Regions from separate parts of the Mus musculus genome. Here region 2 is linked to region 1. A link is a contact called in public HiChIP or PLAC-seq data. All regions are on one chromosome and are shown on one strand. The core of a region is the stretch at or near the end of the contact, and the rest is flanking DNA. Distances in the headings are between cores, read along the strand shown. Region 1 overlaps Chd9 (chromodomain helicase DNA binding protein 9). Region 2 overlaps Chd9 (chromodomain helicase DNA binding protein 9).

Evidence for each region. HiChIP or PLAC-seq counts read pairs in DNA pulled down with a chosen protein or histone mark.
Region 2: an H3K4me3 HiChIP or PLAC-seq map of microglia shows a contact between it and region 1, with 5 times the contacts expected there. The contact joins two enhancer-like sites. A contact is called at or near these places in 4 of 115 datasets of contacts at active chromatin or transcription factors (bone marrow-derived macrophages, embryonic basal ganglia and microglia) and 3 of 9 other capture datasets (adipose tissue, liver and pancreatic islet).

Annotation. Positions count from the first base shown.
Region 1 is chr8:90,975,645-90,978,988 of GRCm38.p6, reverse strand. Chd9 (chromodomain helicase DNA binding protein 9) reads right to left here. Exons shown (of 40, transcript NM_177224.2): 6 at 1,922-2,068; 7 at 1,441-1,509; 8 at 1,306-1,361; 9 at 1-107. Among named protein-coding and RNA genes, the nearest start is that of Gm39221, 82 kb to the left of the region's middle. Within about 2 kb of position 1,673, at least 94 of the 459 cell types and tissues checked have an H3K27ac peak or open chromatin away from gene starts, as enhancers often do. A contact at or near this core is called in adipose tissue and microglia, where this site is marked.
Region 2 is chr8:90,853,745-90,856,838 of GRCm38.p6, reverse strand. All of the region lies in intron 2 of Chd9 (chromodomain helicase DNA binding protein 9), which reads right to left. Among named protein-coding and RNA genes, the nearest start is that of Chd9, 26 kb to the right of the region's middle. Within about 2 kb of position 1,603, at least 83 of the 459 cell types and tissues checked have an H3K27ac peak or open chromatin away from gene starts, as enhancers often do. A contact at or near this core is called in adipose tissue and microglia, where this site is marked.

The DNA.
Region 1 (3,344 bases), core at 424-2,923:
AGTGTGCCCTCTGTGCTTGTCTCAGCTTGAATCGCTTGATTTTCTGCTGGATCCTTTTATCTTTCAAAAGCTGCTGTTCCGTGGCCCACTCACAGTGGAGATAAGAGCTAGAAGTTATAGAAAAACAATACATTAGAATGATACAGAAAACTATGTTTCTCCAAATGTATTTTGCATTAAATTATCCAATACAAAAATATTAGTTTTCATTTTACATATAGGTAATCACTTCATTCAATTTCAATAAATTTCATAAGACTTCTAAAACAGCCATCTTGATCCTGGAATGCTAAAGAAATTGTAGCTGAGGAGTCATGGTTTGTCTCCATGGTTTGATAAGCTGTCCGGAAGCTATTTCTACAACATGACTTATTTTTTATTATACTGATTTTTGTCACGATCAAAGTCATGTGCATTAAAACCCACACAATTTTTTTTGAAAGAGTTAGTCAATGTATGAAGAAAAGCTGGAACCTATACAAAAGGAATCCACTTCCTCACAACTGGTCACTCCACTGATTTAACCAAGGTAAAAATGGAAAACCTTAAAGTGAAGTCATCAATGAATACATCTGACACAGCAACCGAAAGATCAGTTGTTGTGTATAAACATAATAACACCTAAAGAGCTCAAAACAGAAAGGGGATAAGTACCTATAGTTTATAAAATCATATTTTATAATATTCTTGCATGTTCATATAATTTCAAATATTCAATCTTAACATGAGAGGTTTTCCTTCCTTCCTCCTTTTTTTCTTTCTTTCTATCTTTTTGTTTCTAGAAGCAGGGTTTCTCTGTGCAGCCCTGTCTGTTCCGGAACCAGCTCTATAGACCAGGCTGGCCTCAAACTCAGTGACCTGCCTGAATCTACCTTCCAAGTGCTGGGATTAAAAGTGTGTGCCACCGCTGCCTGGTGACAAAAGATTTCAAATACAACTTTTTTTTTTTACTTTTTAATGATTGAGTTCTTGAAATTATAAATAATACAAATTTTTATTAAAATGTAAATAAAATGAAAATGTATGGCTGGAGAGATGGCTCAGTGCTTAAGAGCACTGACTACTCTTCTGAAGGTCCTGAGTTCAAATCCCAACAATCACATGATAGCTCACAATCATCTGTAATGAGATCTGATGCCCTTTTCTGGGGTGTCTGAAGACAGCTACAGTGTACTCACATATAATAAGTAAATCTTTTTAAAAAGCAAGTATATTAATTGTAACTCAATATACTTACAAGTTAGATAATTTATATTTAACTAAACATCATAATGTTACACCATAATTTTTAATTTAAATACTTACTAATTTTTGTACTTTACAAAAAATTCTTCTATATCAAGCATAACTCCAGGTGATACCTAAAACATTAAAATGAACAACTGTGATTCAAGCAGGGCAGAAACTACACCATGTAAGGTATAATGTACCATGACTTACTTCCTTTTTTACAGTCCTACAAGCTAGTATTTTGTCTACAATTGCAGCATCTTCTTCACTTGGATTTTCCTAGGAGAAAGAGGGAAAAATCTATGATGGAATGAATATATTCTCAAAAGGTTGTCATTTAACAAACAAGAATGCATTCACATTGAGCACTATGTGAAATGTCAGGAACGAGAAACAAGTCTTATTCTCACTGCCCTGACATCATCTGCATGGCCACTACTAACCATGCTGCGCTCCTTCATTTCAAAACCTCTACTATCACCGCTTTTGCGGCCAACTGGAGCCTCGAGCTAATCAAGATAAACATTTGCCTGAGGTTTCAAATCAAACTGACAGTGGCTGAATGTTTGGCTCACAGTGCATAAGAGAAAAAGTAAAAGTAGAAATACAGACTCTGGTGCTGAGTTAGACAAGGAAGCCCAGGAAACAAGGGCTCTTGAGTTCCTGGTGGCTGGCTCGGGCTTAGTCTTACCACAAACAGCTGCAGAGGCTGCTCTCCAGGCGGAGGAGCCGAGTTCCTCTTAACTCTCAGACTGCCTTTCACTTCTTCTTCAGATTGCTTTCCTTCTGCATCTTCTGCATATTTTTTCCTCTTAATTTGTCGATTTGATCTTCTTTTCTGTAATGAATCACAAGGATCTGATTTATATAAATTATTTTAAAAATATTTAGCAGGGATTTAAAGAATGTTACCCTTTATGCTGGTGATGTCTTAGGACAAAAACCTTTGAAAGTATATCCCATTCTGGTCTCTCATGGTTTTCTGAGTAAGGCTGTAGCATGCTCGTGGCCGTGAGCTCACAATCCTCCCAAAGCTTCACTTGGCCCAGTTTCAAATATGAGAGCTGAGGGACACCTTTATTTATTTTTCTTTATAAATTAAGGCTAAAAAGATCTGCTTTTGTTTTGAACTAGTTCACAGCTTAGAAATGCAATATTCTATTAGTAATACCTTTATTGCTGGATGAGTTTTCTTTAGAAACAATTATGAAAATGAAGGGTTATTTTATTTAGCTATTGATTTACTCCCTAGGCAACACACATTTTAAACTATATACAGTTTCACACATTAGTCCCAAACCTAAAAGTTACATCAAATGGTTCCTGTTAGATAATTATTTGGGGATAAATGTGGAGGAAATTAAATGTTCTCTAAAGTATGTAAAAATGTTTAAGATAGAAATAATATGAAATCTTTTAGAATAACTACATAAAATGATTCCCTTTAATTAAATCTAGATGAAGTAATAAAGTGGTTCACTAGTACTAATAGTTTCCTTAATGTTAAAAAAAGCACAAAAACCATAAAACTAGAGCCTTTTAAAGGTATTATTTAGAGTAACAGGTCTTTTTAATAGTCTAACTTTAAATCAGAACCAAATGTACGTGGCTTTACATACCTCCCTAATCACAATTTTTCATGTTTTCACCCCCCCCAAAAAAAAAGAAAAAGAAAAGAAAAACCAAAGCTTAGGTTGGTTTCAGAATACATGAGCTCTTAAAGGTATTTGCACTTTCATTCAGGGCAGAAGGCTCTCTACTGAGTAATAGCAGTTACTGCATGAATCCAACTCTTGCTTTTCCTGTTCTATTTCCTGACATTCCCCAGAAGTGGTCTCAGAAAACAGCCCATATGTTCTACCTATGGCTCCTGCGGTATTACCTATGTGGGAGCTTTTTCCTTATATTCACAAACATAACAAACGCAGCTGTAACAGAACCAGCTGAAACTGTGTAGCAGTGAGGCACCGAGCTGTTACTGTACTAAGGCTGCAGTGGTTGTGCCTTTATGACTATGCTTCATTTGTTTTATGAGCTGAGCAATACTGCAAGAGAGAAAGGCAATATATGGAGGGCCAAATCCCATGTCTTTTTGTTAGGATGGTCACCATCTG
Region 2 (3,094 bases), core at 354-2,853, 120 kb after region 1:
TGGTCATCAGCCAAGGCTGAGAACATTCTCAAGTTAAAAAAACACTTAGCTAAAAGCATTTTAAAAAACCTCTCTCAGCAGGGTGGTGGTGGCTCACACCTTCAATTCTAGCACTTGGGAGGCAGAGACATGTGGATCTCTGCATTGGAGGCCAGCCTGCTCTACAGAGTGAATTCCAGGACGGCCAAGGCTACACAGAGAAACCTTGTGTTGAAACCCCAACTCCTCAATAAAAAAAAAATATCTCTTCTGAGTCAGGCATGGTGGCCCAACAGTCGCAACTGTCATGCCTGACACTCAAGGGGCAGGGGCAGGGGCAGGGGCAGGATTGTGAGATCTGTTCTATAGTAGCACGTGCACAAACAAACACAAACACACACACACATCATAGAAGCAAGGTGTGAAAATCTTCTAATTCCAGCACTTGGGAAACAGAGGCAAGAAACTCAGGAGTTCAAGGTCATTCCTGGTTCCTAGTAAGGTCAAGGCCAGCAGAAGATGCAGGAAACCTTGATGCAACCAAACAAAAGCAGACTCTAAGACAAACTGACTATTAAGATCCCATTTACAAAGGACATTCGGGCATTTTCTTTCTTTCTTTCTCTTTCTTTCCTTTTTTCTTTCTTTCTTTCCTTTTTTCTTTCTTTCTTTCTTTCTTTCTTTCTTTCTTTCTTTCTTTCTTTCTTCCTTTCTTTCTCTCTTTCTCTCTTTCTTTCCTCTCTCTCTCTCTCTCTCTCTCTCTCTCTCTCTCTCTCTCTCTCTCTCTCTCTTTCTTTCTTTTCCGAGACAGGGTTTCTCTGTATAGCCCTGGCTGTCCTGGTACTCACTCTGTACCCCAGTCTGGCCTCGAACTCAGAAATCCGCCTGCCTCTGCCTCCCAAGTGCTGGGATTAAAGGCGTGCACCACCATGCCCGCCTGGGCATTTTCTTCTACTACTGCACCCCACTAGCACACGGAGATGAGGCTGGCCTTCAACTCCTGGATCCCTCTGCCTTCGCTTCCTGAGGGTTATCAACATAGTTCCTTGAGCCATATGACACACCCACTTTGCACTATTATTGTGACAGCATCTCAGTATGTCCAAGCCAACCTTCATCCCTCAAAGTCGTAGATGACCTTGAACTTCCGATTTTCTTGCTTCAATCACCCACTGGCTAAGATTATAGGCATATATTACCATGCCCAGTTTTAAATTTTATTATACAGGAAACTGAAGTCTAAGGAAGAAAAGTACCTAGGGTTATCGGCTCTTTCACACATGCACCCACTGACACACAGTTACCTGTCTGAAGAGGCTTGAACTAGGAGCTGTGGTTCCATCAGGGAGGAACACAGACATTTCCTATTCAACCTTCAACCAATTAAAATCCCTGATCCCAATTCCAGGGCTCTTCGCAGCACCCAGAACCCAGCACTCAGGTTGGATTTGTCATTTCCAGGGGCCTGGGTGCCTTGGTGCCTTATTAATCTACCATCCCTGGGACGACCATCCAAAGAGCACAGTAATCGTTATGCAAATGTAATGCCTACACTCGGTGCTGAACCAGACCTTACAGGACTCTCCAATATAGAGATGCAGCACCGACCAAGTTTGCTTCCCCGTCTGGATGGGAGCCTTCTCAGCCCACTTTTACTCACTGTGAATGCTTTTACACTCTCACCTTTGGCTCGTCTCCTTCCAAGCACCAATGCACAGAAGTAGAAATGAGATAAAGGTTGTTTCAAAGGCAAAGGAGGAAGGGAAAAGGGGGTAGGCGGGAGCAGAAAGTAAACCATAGAGAAGACGGAACCAACTTCACCTTCCACACAACCCTGCCGAGAGCCAGCCTTAGCCAAGGTCAGGGATGCCAGGCAAACCCCACCCAGACAGATATCCCGGAAAGCGGCCTGGGAGTGGCTAGTGCATGTCCCCAGAGCCTGGGCAATGTTATTTCCTGGGCAACTACAAGTCACACAGGATGAAAGCTATGACTGCACGTCTGGGGTAGGGTGGGAGGCTTTGCCAGAAGGTGGGGGTGGGGCAGGAGCCCGGGAGGAGGGGCCGAGCCTTGGCTGGCTTCGCACAGACACAGACACATCTCTTCATTTTTTCCAGACTGGAAAGAGCTGTTTGGGCTGTGCACATTTGCAGAGAGTCACGGTCTTTACTATGCTTCCTGGCTCCCTCCGAAGCTTGCCTTTTGTCATTCAGTCAAAACCCAGCTTGTATTTTTCATGAGGAGAGCTAAACAGACTGTGGGGTCTCTTCCCCCCATGTTGTGCTCAAAAGCACATCACAACTGACTTAAAAAGCCCCACCTCCTCACTTGGACAGCAGGGGTTGGGGGTGGCATGCTATAGAGACAAAGACCCAAGTTTAGACAAACATTGTCTCCCGGTTGGAGGTGCGCTCACACTATTTTCCCTGCGCACACACACACACACACACACACACACACACACACACACACACACACACTTTTTTTCCCTTCTTTTTTTTTTTTAAAGCAAAATACTATACCAATAGCCAATTCAGTACTTTACGCATGTCTCTTCCTTATCTACACTGTCAGGAGCACAGGTAGGGCCAGAAATAAGTTAGTTAATTTTTAAAAATGCCTTCTTGCCAAAATGCACCCTCCCCCAAATGTTTCTACCCAGAGAACCCTTATCCATCCAATAGCAAATGTGTGTACGTGCATTTCCCATGCCAACCAATTCTCCAACACCAGCTGGTGCCTACGATGCAATTCAGTTCCGAGAGTGACTACCTACAGTTGGCATGAGAGCCCACAGGTTGAAGGCTCGATCCCAGAGACCATCTGTACTTCAAAAAGTTACACACATCCCAGAGAACTGTGACCCAAGTCACAAGTTCTGTCTCAAGAAAACAAAGAGAGGGATGGGGAGTTGGTTCATCAGTTAAGAGCACTTGTTCCTGCAGGACTCTTAGAACCTACACAATGACTTGCAACCATCTGTAACTCTGGTCCCAAGGGATTTAAAGTCCTCTTCTTGGCCACCAAGTTCACATATGATATGAATACAAACATACAGGCAAAACACTCAAACACATAAAAATATTAAGTCAAGCCGGGCAGTGGTGGCACACAC